Linked DNA regions of Mus musculus: all the other regions are linked to region 1. Evidence: chromatin contacts called from public HiChIP or PLAC-seq and promoter capture Hi-C data. All regions are on one chromosome and are shown on one strand. Each heading gives the region's core, a stretch centred on a gene start, on an enhancer-like site or on the middle of the called end of the contact. The rest is flanking DNA. Distances are from core to core; before and after follow the strand shown.

Region 1 (3,095 bases), core at 415-2,914:
AGCCTGGGCCTTGGGATCAGGTTGGGGCTGTTTGGAGTGCTGAAACCTTTTGTCTGTGTAAATGACAGATAGGGAAGTGGGCGAGCAATGGCTGCTTGGGTCAGAGGAATCACACCTAAATCCTTGAGAGCTGTGGAAAGAGAAAGGGGTCTGGAAAAAAAAAAAAGGACAGCACACGGTCACAACGCAGTACGAGGGGGCAGGAGAGCAGCATCATTTTCAGGAGGAGGAAGCTGAGCACTCAGCCTCCCGTGTCTTTTGTTTTCTGTGTTTCCCTGCTTCTGTTTTTCTGGGTTATTTTATAACAGGTCTGTGTCCCAGCATTTCTATAGAACCTTGTCTCGCCCGCCTCCTCTAAGGGAAACACCATTGTTAAGGAAAGCTTTAGCCACGTGACAGTGAGGGGCGTGCACTTAACAGCTGATTATGTCAGCCGCTGCGTGTTGGCCTCTTCACTTGCCACCTACGTTTGCAGGGAAGCCTGAGAACTACTCAGCCCAGGCCTAGGGAAGGGGACTCTGTCACTGTAGCTCTCCTGGACCCAGACTGGCATGTTGTCCCCCCCTCCCCAAAATCGAGTCTCTATTCTCTTTTTATGAATCAATGCTCTACTTTTCTTTTGAAAACATAATTTGTTGCCTCCTCTCCTGAGGCTCTCTCTCCCCTACCTATCCTTAATAGAAACAGAGCCATCCTGTTTACCGAGCATCTACTGTCAGTCCTGACGCTGAGACGTACTTACCTTACTGCTGAGAATACAGTAAATGAGACAGATGGGCTTGCTGCTGGGTTCATGAACCTTGGCTTTTGTATTCTAAGCAGCAGGAATAAAAAGCCCAATAAAAAGCCCTTGCCACCCAGCCACCCATCCTTTTTCTGCCTACTGCTGCAACTGCCCTCTCTGCTGCCCCTTTTGTAGTACTGGCTTCCTGGTCCCCACTTTTGGGGCAGCCCTAAATGTGGGTGGCTGCATCCTCTGCAGAGGCAGCACTAGTCACCAAGTAGGCTTCCTGGAGACCTTTTCTCTGATTGGCTAGTGAAGCACCTGCTTTTGTTTCCTTTCACAGTAGCCATTGGCTTTCCCTGTCCTTTCCGTTTGTCCGTATCCTTCCATCACCCACTCACCCCTTAACGACACGTGGGCCCTCAATTGCCCTTCTCTCAGGATCTGAAGGGTCAGAGGAAAGGGTTGGATTCTTTATAACAAGGCTGGGGAGAGGCCAGGGAATGTCAGTCTAGGTTTTTCTCTCTCCCACTTCCCTTGGGTAGCAGACATTTCATTCACCCGGCACCAGGACAGGTGTCTTGTTCTGCCAAGCTGGTCAGTTTAGGAAGTAGGTTTCTCTTGAGCACTTCCTGTGGCCCAGGTATCCTCCCTGAAAAGGGGTAGTTTCCCTCCCTCACTTCCCTTTCATTATTGACGGTGTGAGACATCCTGATCGCATTGGCTGACTGAGCGGTGTCTGAGGCCCTTCAGCCCAGCACCAGCACCCAAGTCCACGTGCAGGGATGTGTGTGACACAGCCCTGACCTCAGTGGGGGCCAGTAGCCAATCAGATGCCAGGAAGAGATCCTTAGCCAACCGGGGGCGGGGCCTGCGGCTCTTCGGGCAGAAGGCCAATGAGGGGCAGGGCCTGGCATTATGCAACCCGCCTCCCAGCCTCGCGGAGCTTCTGGGTTGCGGGCCGAAACGGCAAGCGGATGGAGGGCGCTCGAACGGCCAGGTAGGGATCCCTGCTGCAATCCTAGGGTTAGTCTTTGTCCCGGAGCTTGGCCGCCACTACTTCCAACGTGATGGGTCGCTTTCAGCTCTCAGAGAGCAAAACAATAATCTGCCTTTCCTGTCACTATCCACCCTTCCCCGCCCCTGGGCCCTAGGTGTTCAACTCAACCCGTCACGGGTTGTCTGCGTTTGTTATTCGTTCACCTAATCTCCTCCTCTGCTCCTCCAGAGCAGCCATCCTGAACCTAAGAGACCTTTAGCGAACACGACCCCTTTACACATTGCTCGACACTCGGGAGTCCATGGGTTTGCCCTAGCCCAAAGACCCCCTTCAGGCTTCTGCGCTCCCTGTCTTCCTCCCTCCAATTCCTGGCCTCGTGCCGGTCGTGATGTCAACCGCTTCAGGCTGGAACATCCTGTTCTCAGCGCTAGTTCTTGCTGTTGGCCACAGCCTTCCTTCCCTTTTCTCCTGGCGCTCAGAAAATACTTGGGATGGGGGTGTGGTTAGACAGGGAGTAGAGGAAAAACTATATATGCTGGTTGTTGTGTGTCCCCTATCTATGTGGTAGTAGGGTTAACTAGAAAAGTAAGGGACGAAGGAAGATGCCTGAGTCGTTGCCTATGGCAAGTGGTAACTCCAGTCCTGGTGTTTGGGAGTGGGCAGGGGCTTGAGAAAGAAAAGCAGTGTCTTGATCAGAATAATGTTCGAGGCAAGAGCGAGGATGGGGGCGTTTCCACAAAGAGCAGAGGCCGAGTGGGGAAGCTAGGACTTGCTCCTGGAGTTCCTCTAGTTTGTTACTCTTCACATGGCTCCTAGGCTCTTTGGGCCCTGGGAATTTGTTATGGTGGGTGTTCTTCTCCTCCCCGCTGCCCTGAACCTTGTTAGCCAGTATGAGGGTGTGTTGGCCAGTATAGGACTGGGTCTGTTTCCCACTTCCACGAAGATGGGGATTGGGGGAGGAGTCGTTCCTGCCCTCCTGTGGTCCCTCCAGCAACCGCTGAGCTCAGCGGCTGACGTCGGTTTCCCTGGCGACCGCGGCTGTGGCGGAAGCGCGTGGTGGGGCCAGGCACATCGGCGCGCATGTGCAGCGGGGGTGGCACCGCCCCCGGATAAAATTAGCCCGGAAGCCTAAATATAGGAGGCGATCAGCTCACCCCCTGCTCCGAGGCCTCAGAGTCCCAGACCAGGTGGGGACCTGATGAGAATTTGGGCATAGGAAACCTGCAAGCTTTGACCCTCAGCTACTGTTCTAGTCGATTGTTCAGGCTGTACTCATTCCACACTGGCAAGGGGTGTAAGAGATGGCCTACGAGAGCTGCCTTTCTACCTGTGGTATCCTTAGGTCCCCCTAAGGAAATAGAACATATTTCT
Region 2 (3,133 bases), core at 542-3,041, 1.5 Mb after region 1:
GAGGCCACAGAAGATGGCGCAGAGGCTCACTGGCTTGCTCTACCTGCTTCCTTACACAATCCAGGACCACATGCCCAGGAGTGACACCACCCACAGTGGGCTGGGACCTCCCACATCAATGACCAGTTAAGAGAAGGCTTCACTGGCTTACCCACAGGCCAACCCGGTGAGGGTGTTTTCTCAGGTGAGGTTCCCTTTTCTCAAATTGCTCTAGCTTGTGTCAAGTTGACATAAAAGTAGTCAGCACAGCTGGAAGTTGGAGAATACTCCAGGGCAAAGAGAAGTAAGTGCAAAGACAGGTAAGAGGTGTTCTGGGGGCTTCAAGTAGAATATATTTCATTACATCTGGAGCAAGTTTAAGTATGGTTTATTAGAACATAAGACCAGAAAAGAAAAATATATATACATAAGGTCAAAGAAACAGCAGAATCTTGAAAGTCTTTGATATCACTACCCACAAGGCAGTGGGAGTCATCAAACGGTGTTTTTTTTTTTTTTTTTTTTTTTTCTCATTTTGTTTTTTTTTTTTTTCCCCCTGTCATTTTATAGTCCAGGCTAATAGAAAATGTAATCCTCCTGCCTCAGCTTCCTGAATGGTGGGGTTCAGAAAACCGTTTTAAACAGGACAATGATGCCAGATTTAAGTTTTAGAAAAAAAAATCACTTCTGGATAATGAAGAATTTAATCGAAGGTGCCAGGCAGAGAGGCCATGTGGGAAGGCCAAATGGGGATTGTGGCTTGCATATCAGGGGCAAGGTAAATGAGTCAGGAGAGTACCCGGAGCAAGTTTGAATGTGCACCCAAATGTGCCAAGAAGCCTCCAGAGAATTCAAGCTCACCTAAGCAATGTTTATATTCATTTTCAGAGGGAGTGTTAGTGTTGGAAGAGCTCTTGAAAACTCAGAACCTTCTCCCCTCAACTTCATAGAGAAAGAAAAGCCCAGAGGCAAATTTGCTTGCTCAGGGTCAGACAACACATTAGTCAGTGGCAGAACATGTCTGTCTATAGTTACAAAGCCTCACCCATCCTCTAGTGAGACTAACCGGCTGGAGGTGCTGTGCCAACAGGAGTAGATCTGAGGAGCTGGAAAAACATTTGAAGGGATTGGATACAGTTTCTTCTGCTTTACCACTAGCAACTCCAGGGATAGTTCTTTCCTGCAGAACACTGTGCTAAGAGAAGCAGATACAGACGTGTGCAGTAGGAGTGCCTATCTGCTCCCAACATCCCCACTCCAGCCTAGAAAGGGAGTAAAGGGCAGACAGTAGCCCCGTCCTTCCCTCCCACGTGGTTTCTCCAGCCAAGTTCTCACGGAGTGGCCCCTCCTTCAGCGGCTCCACTGTTACCATGGCAATTGGGTGGGTGGACAGCACGTCCTATCTAGAGGCCAGCAGCCCTCGCGTGGGGAGTTACCATAACAACCCCCCTAGTAATAGAGGGGGTTGGGTCCCGCCTCCCTTCCCCCGCAAATCGAGAGGTAGGTGGTTTGATTGGCAGCTGGGCACACGAAAGAGGGAAAGGGAAGAAAAGGAGTCAAATAAAGATCAACGAAGGAACTAGAGGAGAGGAGGCAACAATAATAAAAGGGGGAAAAGGAAGGGAAGGTGTATGCGCACGCGCACCAGCGGGTGGTCGCGCTCCTTCCACTCCAGGCTCTAGCGAGACTGGGTCCGCGCTCGCCCTCCGCCCGCTCTCCTGCGCCTGCGCGCAGGTGTCGGCGCCCCGCAGGAGGGGGCGCCCGGCGCGTTCGCGTCACGGTCGGCTCTGCGCGTGCGCAGGGCAGCCGGCGACTCGGGTTGCAGGCGCGCGGGTGAGAGCGCCTGTCAGCCGCTGGGTCGGTCCTCCCGCTGGCCCTCCCCCTCCCCGGCCTTCGGGGCAGGCGCGGTGGAGCCCGCCCCTCGAGTCCCCCGATGGGGGAGAAGCGGCGACGGCGGCAGCGGAGTGAGCGAGCCGGAGCGTGAGTGGCCCCGCGGCGGCCATGGGCGACCCAGCCCCCGCCCGCAGCCTGGACGACATCGACCTGTCTGCCCTGCGGGTGAGCACCACCCCAGCCTCGCGCCCGCGACCCCTGCCCTTACCCCGAGCTCTCGCCGCCCGGGGGTTCGCCCTCTGGAGATTCTGGGAGCCAGTTTGGTCCCCACCCTGTGCTGCCCTCCCCCACACTTGCGTGCCACCCCTACCTTGCTGCTGGGATCCGAGTCCCCTCCTTTATAGGCGTTTGAGGGTCACCTCTGGTGTCCCTAAACACAGCCCTGCATCACCTGCAGAGCCTTTCTTGTGTCCCCCCTCTCTCGGCCCTCATGTCTGCTTCCTCCACCTCCTCTTCTGGCTCCTGGAATTTTGACTTTGCAACTGCCTCAGCCTCCCCCTCATCCCTCGTTTTCTTCCTCGCCTACCCCTAAATTGCAAGTTGGGCGGATTTCACCTCCTCGCTCCACCCCACACACCTCCTACGTCTCCATCCCACGTTCACTTTCCCTATCCCTTTTCTCGTGTTTCAAGTGCAGCTTTTCAGACCCAGGCATTTCCGGTCTCGGGGTCCCTGAATATTACATTACTAACTCTGCAGCCGCGTGGGGCTGGGAGGACAGACAAGTGCACAGTGGGAGGAAGGGAAGCCTGGATTTCCTCGGAAACTCGGGCCGGAAGACGATGTTTACATACATGTACAAGCACACACACACACACACACAAACACACACGCACACACAACACGCTGCCTGAGGTCAGTAGGGAGGGAACTAGTGGGAGTGGAGGCAAAGGAGAGTTGGAGGGAGGGGTTCATTAGGGAAGCGGTTAAGAGGAAACAACTGTGTCAGGAATGCTTTCAAATAACCCATTTATTGTTCCACGTGGGGCACTTACTCTCTCTCCTCCCGGAATTTTCAGTTCAGCATTTGTAAGTGTTCTCTAGCGGGCAGCTTTGTCTTAAGGGCAACATAGAAATTTCAAGGTGAACCATTCCAGACTGTCTCCCAGGTGGTGTTTTGATTCCATGCCCGGTGAGCTTTCCCAACCGGCGGCGTAGGTGTAGCTAGAGCAGGATTCCCCACCTCATGCTTACCTTCTCAGAAGGTCTCTGTACACATTGGCTTCTGGCTTGTAAATTACCCAGGGAAAAGGCAGCCACC
Region 3 (2,859 bases), core at 68-2,567, 1.1 Mb after region 1:
GGATTTACATAAATAGCTAGGGAACTCTTATCATCAAACACAACCACTGAGTATCTGGGCACCATGAAAATAAAGTTCTCTGCAGGCCCTAGTGACCACTGCATTTCCTGATCTTCCGACCAACTGCCACAGTGACAGTCTCTCAGTCTTCAAGGAAATGCTAACAAAACTAGGAACAAAGTAGGAAAGATGCTGAGCTGGGAGTTCTGAGAGAGAACAATGGGTCAGGAGGAAGAAAGTTGCCCACCCTCCCCTTTCTCTGCCAGCCACCCTCCCTCACACTGTCCGTTCCTTGATGACACAGCTGATGTGATTAAGATCGTCCCCAAAGCGCTTCACAGCAGCCCTCAGCATCTCTATCTCCGTCTCCGTCCACTTGGCACTGTCGGAAGGGGAGAAGGGTGATAACAAAAGTGGAAGAGGGATGTGTGGAACCAGCCCACAGGCTATTCCGTCCACAGCCAGCAGCCTCTTCCCCCTAGTCTCTAGGGGCACCTTTCAAAGATTCATAAAAAGGACCTCCTTTTAAAAAAAAAAAAGCCCTGGGGACAAATCGCTGGCCACATGAAATTACATCCAGGGCCACTTGAAAACATCACTTCATCATGTAACAGCTTCCATAAACAACCCAACGGAAACCAATGAAACAAGTAGGGGCCTTACAAACACAACCCTTGAAAGATGTGTGGCAGCAGTTTGAGGGAGTCCACAGGGCTTGGGGTAGGTGGCAGACATTCTGTCGGTTTGCAGTGGAGGGCTGTGGCCTCGGTAGTCTCTTTACCTGTCATCCACTAATTCAACAATTACCACCTACACTGAGCTGGGCCAGGCACAGGGGAATTACTCTATCTCCCTGCTCTAGAGAGGGTCGTGTCTGTGACTTGAGTCCAAGCGTCTGATCTCGGAGTCCAGGTCCTAGGCTGGTCTCACGTACCCGGCAGGGGAAGAGTCCGAGACTGGATGCAGCTGCATCGTCAACTCCCCGAGCTTCGTGAAGGCGGCGCCGGCCGCGGAGAAGATCTCTCCAACCTGGGGGCGGAGCAGCATTACGGGGGGCCGGCAGCGCGCCGTCCCACCCCAGCCTCGGATCCGCCCGCCCCCCGCCCAGCGCGCACCAGCCGGGAGCCAGGCAGGGGGCCCACCCTCCCGTGGCCGCCAGGGAGCGCAGTCCGCGAGGGAGGTCGAACCTTGGTGGACGCTGACGTCATGGCCCCGCGCACCTCCTCACGGAGACGCTCCGCCGCCACCACCACCACGCGAGCTGGAAACCACGGAGAGCCCGGCAGCCGGCCGCTCGGGCTCCCGCGCAGGAAGTCCCGCCCTCCCTGCAGCTGATTGGCCGAGACCCGACCTCTCCCCAGTCACTCAAGGGGCCTCGCCGCGCGGAGGAAGACGAGGTGGAAGACGTTGCTTCACTTCCGGCTAGCTTCATTCCACTTCCGTCGGAGGGTCCGGACTCCTCGATGAGGCCGGTCTCAGCCCCTTCCAGCCCGGGCCCGCCCCTCCCTGAAAGCACAGACAGCAAGCTTAGGGGGAACCGCTTCTTTTTATTGTAGTTCAGAACGGGGCGCGGTCACCCTCGGTCTCCTCCAGAGGCTGGGCGCAGTTTTGCAGGGCCAGGGATGACGTCTCGCTAGGGTCACAAGTCCCAAAGGACGCCAGATGAGTGGGACGGAGTCTGCGGAGTCTTTAAATAGAGAAGGGGGCTGGGGAGGGAGAGGCGGACCGCGCTCTAGCGCACCATGTATTCCTTGCGCTTGTTGAGACGAACTTGGCAGAAGGAGAAGCCTCCGAGGAGGAGGTAGAGGCCCGCGGCGATGAAACAGTTGTAGCTGACTTGCTCGTACAGGTTGTATATGTTCTGAGGACCGTTCCTGAAGGTGGCGAGCGAGCAGGGAAATGTCAGCCATTCAGAGCATCCAATATGCAAGTTCTATGCATCAGACACCATGCTAAAGCACTTTAACTCCTATTAGTCTTCCCAAGAAGCATACCAAATGAATTCTATCATGGTAACCATTTTACAGAGGTAGACCAAGGAGCAGGAAGGCAAAATATTGGAAGAGGCCACATCTAAGCTGGTGGGCTTGGGTAGCCATGGAAACGTGGCTTGCAAGACTGCTCCTAAGTACATGCCTTTCTGTGTCTCTGTCTCTCGCGCTGGGGATTGAAACTAGGACCCTGCGTGCTGCCACCCAACTACTTTGTAGAGAGCAGCCCTCTTCTTGAAGTCCCCAACCTAGGGCCACAAATGTCCAGTCTTCAGAAGTGTCCTCCCCATAAACCCAAACCATGCTACTCCTCATCCACGCCCAACTCGCCCAAGTACCCGACCACTTACTCAAAATCTTTCTCTGTGAAGGGAACGTCCTCAATTAACACAGCAGAATGGACATTGAAAAATATCCCGAGCATTATCTGGAAGAGTAAGGAATAGATAGGTTGTCAAATTCTTACCTTACTTCTTTGGTCGCTCCCTAGGCTCCTCCCCTGTCTAATGTTGGCCCAACACTTGCGCCAGAGATGAACTAGAAAGGGCTAGTTGTATCTGGTGGTTGTATCTGGATTCGGACTCAGCCATGTGGAACAGGGCGTGAGGTAGGACCTTGGGAAGAGTGACTGGGTATAGGGAGGTATATGGCAAACAGCTCTCCGAGGCGCGTCATTATCATGGGAGCAGATGGAGATGAAACACTTCATATTTCTGGAAGTGGCGGCCTTGAGGGCCCTGGGGAAGCAAGGCCTCAGCTACCGTTTTCGGGGGCAAGCACACTTCACCCTCGCCTCCATTCAACTCACGCAAGTCTCAGGGACCTCGCTCTTGTTTACCTTGGGGAGTCCGCAAATTTGCCCGAGCTG
Region 4 (2,846 bases), core at 198-2,697, 1.3 Mb after region 1:
TGCCTTCCAGAGCCCATCCGAAAGCCAGCCATAGTAGTATAAGCATCTATAATCGCAGCGTCCCCTACTGAGAAACACAAGGTAAAACCAAAGAGCATCAACATAAACACTCGGGCTAGACAGTCCACCACTGGCAAGAGACCTTGTCTTGACACAGGAACCTTAGGACCTAAACGTTCCTATGACTTTGATGTGTGCACCGTTGCTACCCTTGGCCCATAACCACTAACATAAACACACATACAGCTGAACAAGATGGCGGATGCCCAGCCACAGGCAGCTGGATCTCGGGGAGTTCTAGGCCAGCCTGGTCTACATAGTTCCAGACCAGCCAGAGCCACATAGTGAGACTTTGCCTCCATAAGAAAAAAAAAAAAAAAAAAAAAAAGGCAGAACTTCACAGACTGCTTATGGAAGTGTGTAAGAAACCACATATCGAGGATGGCACTTGGGTTTCTAGCTTGTAGGAACTGAACGCATGTGAATATTTTGTGCACAGGCTCCTAACCAGGTAGACAACATATTGTCTACCGCCTACCTCACCAGCCTCAACTCTACCCACTCTCTTTAACCACCTAAACCCCGAACCCAAACATTGCCCTCATTTTCCAACCCGTCCTACACGAGTGTTCCTCTAACGTTTCAACTACCCCTTCTAATTTTCTTTCACTACCTAACCCCTGTTCATCTTAAACTCCAGGTCTTTTGGAGAAATCTCTAAATACTCTCTCTACACCGGTTTAGGAAACTCATACCAGATTTAGTTTCGTGTTATGGCATTTTGCTCATCGCCACTATGACTGGAATTGGAGCGCCGAGTAGGAAGGGGTAGGCCCTTGGCTGAGAGCTAGTAAATGTTTGTGTTCAATTACCCTGGGAAAACGCCGCCAAAAGAAGTTTCGCTGAGGACTGAACTAGTCAGGGGACCTGGGATGGAACCGAGCCCCTTCATTGCTTTGTGCTTATCAATGACCTAACAGAAAAGGGGCCTAATACTGCTCTGGGGAACGCGCAGGTAATGAAGTCTGTGGATCGCGTCCTCAATGGTTAAGTGGCTCTATTCTCCACTCTCGGCTCTCCTCGAGCTCACAGCTCCAGTGTCAGCTTCAGGAAGGCGGGACCACGGTGCCCAGCCGCCTCACCAGCCTTTCCACGGTGACCGCGGGAGCCACAGACTTACCTGCGCCCCACCTGCCGTCCCATGCAGCCTCAATAAGCACATGAGCCCGGGCAAATGCGGGGCCCACTGGATTGGGGGATGCACAGGGGCCACGGGGGACGCCGTTCGCGGCTGTAACAACCCGGAAATGCTCTCTAACAGCAGCAGACGCAGACGCGGGCCGGATCCCACCGCAGAGAGACCCCCGGGCCCGCCAGGAGCCCCAGCTGGGGAGCCCGCAGAGGCCCCACTAAGAACGGCCGCCGCCATCTTCACAGGCTCGAGCAATGGCGTGGCGTGATGACGCAAACATAAGTGCGACGCACGCCGCTCGGGGAGGGGTCTTGAGGAGGGGGCTGCGGCCTGCTGGGCTGGATGAATGAGGGCTGGCGCCCTGCGGCAGGAGGGGGCATGCGCAATGTGGGCGAGCGCCAGCGTTGGGGCGGCTTGCAAACTGCTAACCCGGGCTGAGCGCTGTAGGGCGGGGCGGAGGCGTTGCTGCGCAGGCCGGACACGTGGTCTGCAGGAAAGGCGCGGGAGTCTGAAAGATCTCAGTCCAGCGTGGCTTCTGGTCACCTTCTCCCTGGGCTTAGTAATCCTATCTAAGGAGCCAACCCCAAGTCTGAAATCTGGAACGTTCTAAACTGCTTTTCCAACAATGGAAAAACAAGCTCAAACAGTGCACATGCCACAAAGTAGCAGAGGTGTCACTCTGTCCCCAAGACACACCCACAGTCATTTGTGTATTTACATTACTATACACAGTTGTTTTGTTTTTTGAGACAGGGCCCTGGCTGTTCTGGAAATCACTTTGTAGACCAGGCTGACCTCCAACTCAGAAATCCACCTGCCTCTGCCTCCCTAGTGCTGGGATTAAAGGCGTGCGCCACCACGCCCGGCTAACCTATCACTTTCAAAGGCCTCAGCATTGCCTTATTTCCTCCCTCTGCAGTCTGTACACCACACAAAAGCCGAATTGGGCTTTTCTGATATAAGCCAGTTCTTTGTTTTGTTGTTTTTGCTTTTTAACAGGCTGGCCTCAGACATGATGTGGCAATATTCCTGCCTCAGGCTCACAAGTTCAAATGCTGACATTACAGATTGGAGCCAAGAAAGCTTGTCCTTCCCAGTTTAGAGTCCTTCTGTAGCTTCTAGAGATAAGAATATTAACTGGGTGGTGGTGGCACACGCCTTTAATCCCAGCATATTGGGAGGCAGACGCAGGCAGATTTCTGAGTTCAAGGCCAGCCTGGTCTACAAAGTGAGCTCCAGGACAGCCAGGGCTACACAGAGAAACCCTGTCTCAAAAAAACAAACAAAAAAAGATAAGAATATTTCCCTACACAGACTAGAATCTATACCACCTGACCTCAGGCTGTACAAGCACTTCTTTCTTCCTCTGGTCTTTTGTTGTTTTGTTTTAGGGGTGGAGAGATGTTTGAGGTTTTGTTTTGTTTTGTTTCTTCTCCTAGTCTTGGACTAAACTAGCCTTCTTTCTATCCTCCAGCAACATCAATTCCAAGGCCTTTGCACAGACTTCCAATTTTGCCGACAGGCTTGTTGCCATTCTTAGAAAAGTTTTTCTTCCAATCTCTATCACACACACACACACACACACACACACACACACACATACACATACACACACTTTTAAAGTCAAGGTAACCTCCCCTTGAAGGTAACTTCC

What was found. HiChIP or PLAC-seq counts read pairs in DNA pulled down with a chosen protein or histone mark. Capture Hi-C pulls out chosen DNA fragments and counts their contacts.
Region 2: a FOXA1 HiChIP or PLAC-seq map of pancreatic cancer cells shows a contact between it and region 1. The contact joins the promoter of Mink1 here to the promoter of Per1 in region 1. A contact is called at or near these places in 1 of 39 promoter capture datasets (liver) and 1 of 115 datasets of contacts at active chromatin or transcription factors (pancreatic cancer cells).
Region 3: a contact with region 1 is called in a promoter capture Hi-C map of liver, with 2.4 times the contacts expected there. The contact joins the promoter of 0610010K14Rik here to the promoter of Per1 in region 1. A contact is called at or near these places in 3 of 39 promoter capture datasets (liver, neutrophils and pre-B cells), 1 of 484 Hi-C or Micro-C datasets (B cells), 4 of 115 datasets of contacts at active chromatin or transcription factors (embryonic stem cells, kidney, pancreatic cancer cells and 1 more) and 2 of 9 other capture datasets (adipose tissue and liver).
Region 4: a contact with region 1 is called in a FOXA1 HiChIP or PLAC-seq map of pancreatic cancer cells. The contact joins the promoter of Pelp1 here to the promoter of Per1 in region 1. A contact is called at or near these places in 1 of 39 promoter capture datasets (the C10 cell line) and 1 of 115 datasets of contacts at active chromatin or transcription factors (pancreatic cancer cells).

Annotation. Positions count from the first base shown.
Region 1 is chr11:69,097,285-69,100,379 of GRCm38.p6, forward strand. Per1 (period circadian clock 1) reads left to right here and starts at 1,665. Exons shown (of 23, transcript NM_011065.5): 1 at 1,665-1,724.
Region 2 is chr11:70,561,090-70,564,222 of GRCm38.p6, forward strand. Mink1 (misshapen-like kinase 1 (zebrafish)) reads left to right here and starts at 1,792. Exons shown (of 33, transcript NM_001045964.1): 1 at 1,792-2,037. The coding sequence starts at 1,981.
Region 3 is chr11:70,236,597-70,239,455 of GRCm38.p6, forward strand. It overlaps 0610010K14Rik (RIKEN cDNA 0610010K14 gene), which reads right to left and starts at 1,318. Exons shown (of 6, transcript NM_145758.1): 1 at 1,188-1,318; 2 at 935-1,029; 3 at 281-382. The coding sequence starts at 1,208. Rnasek (ribonuclease, RNase K) reads right to left here. Exons shown (of 3, transcript NM_173742.3): 2 at 2,342-2,418; 3 at 1,527-1,874. The coding sequence ends at 1,733. Gm40191 (a long non-coding RNA gene) reads left to right here and starts at 2,415. Exons shown (of 3, transcript XR_879979.3): 1 at 2,415-2,598.
Region 4 is chr11:70,408,584-70,411,429 of GRCm38.p6, forward strand. Pelp1 (proline, glutamic acid and leucine rich protein 1) reads right to left here and starts at 1,448. Exons shown (of 17, transcript NM_029231.4): 1 at 1,181-1,448. The coding sequence starts at 1,429.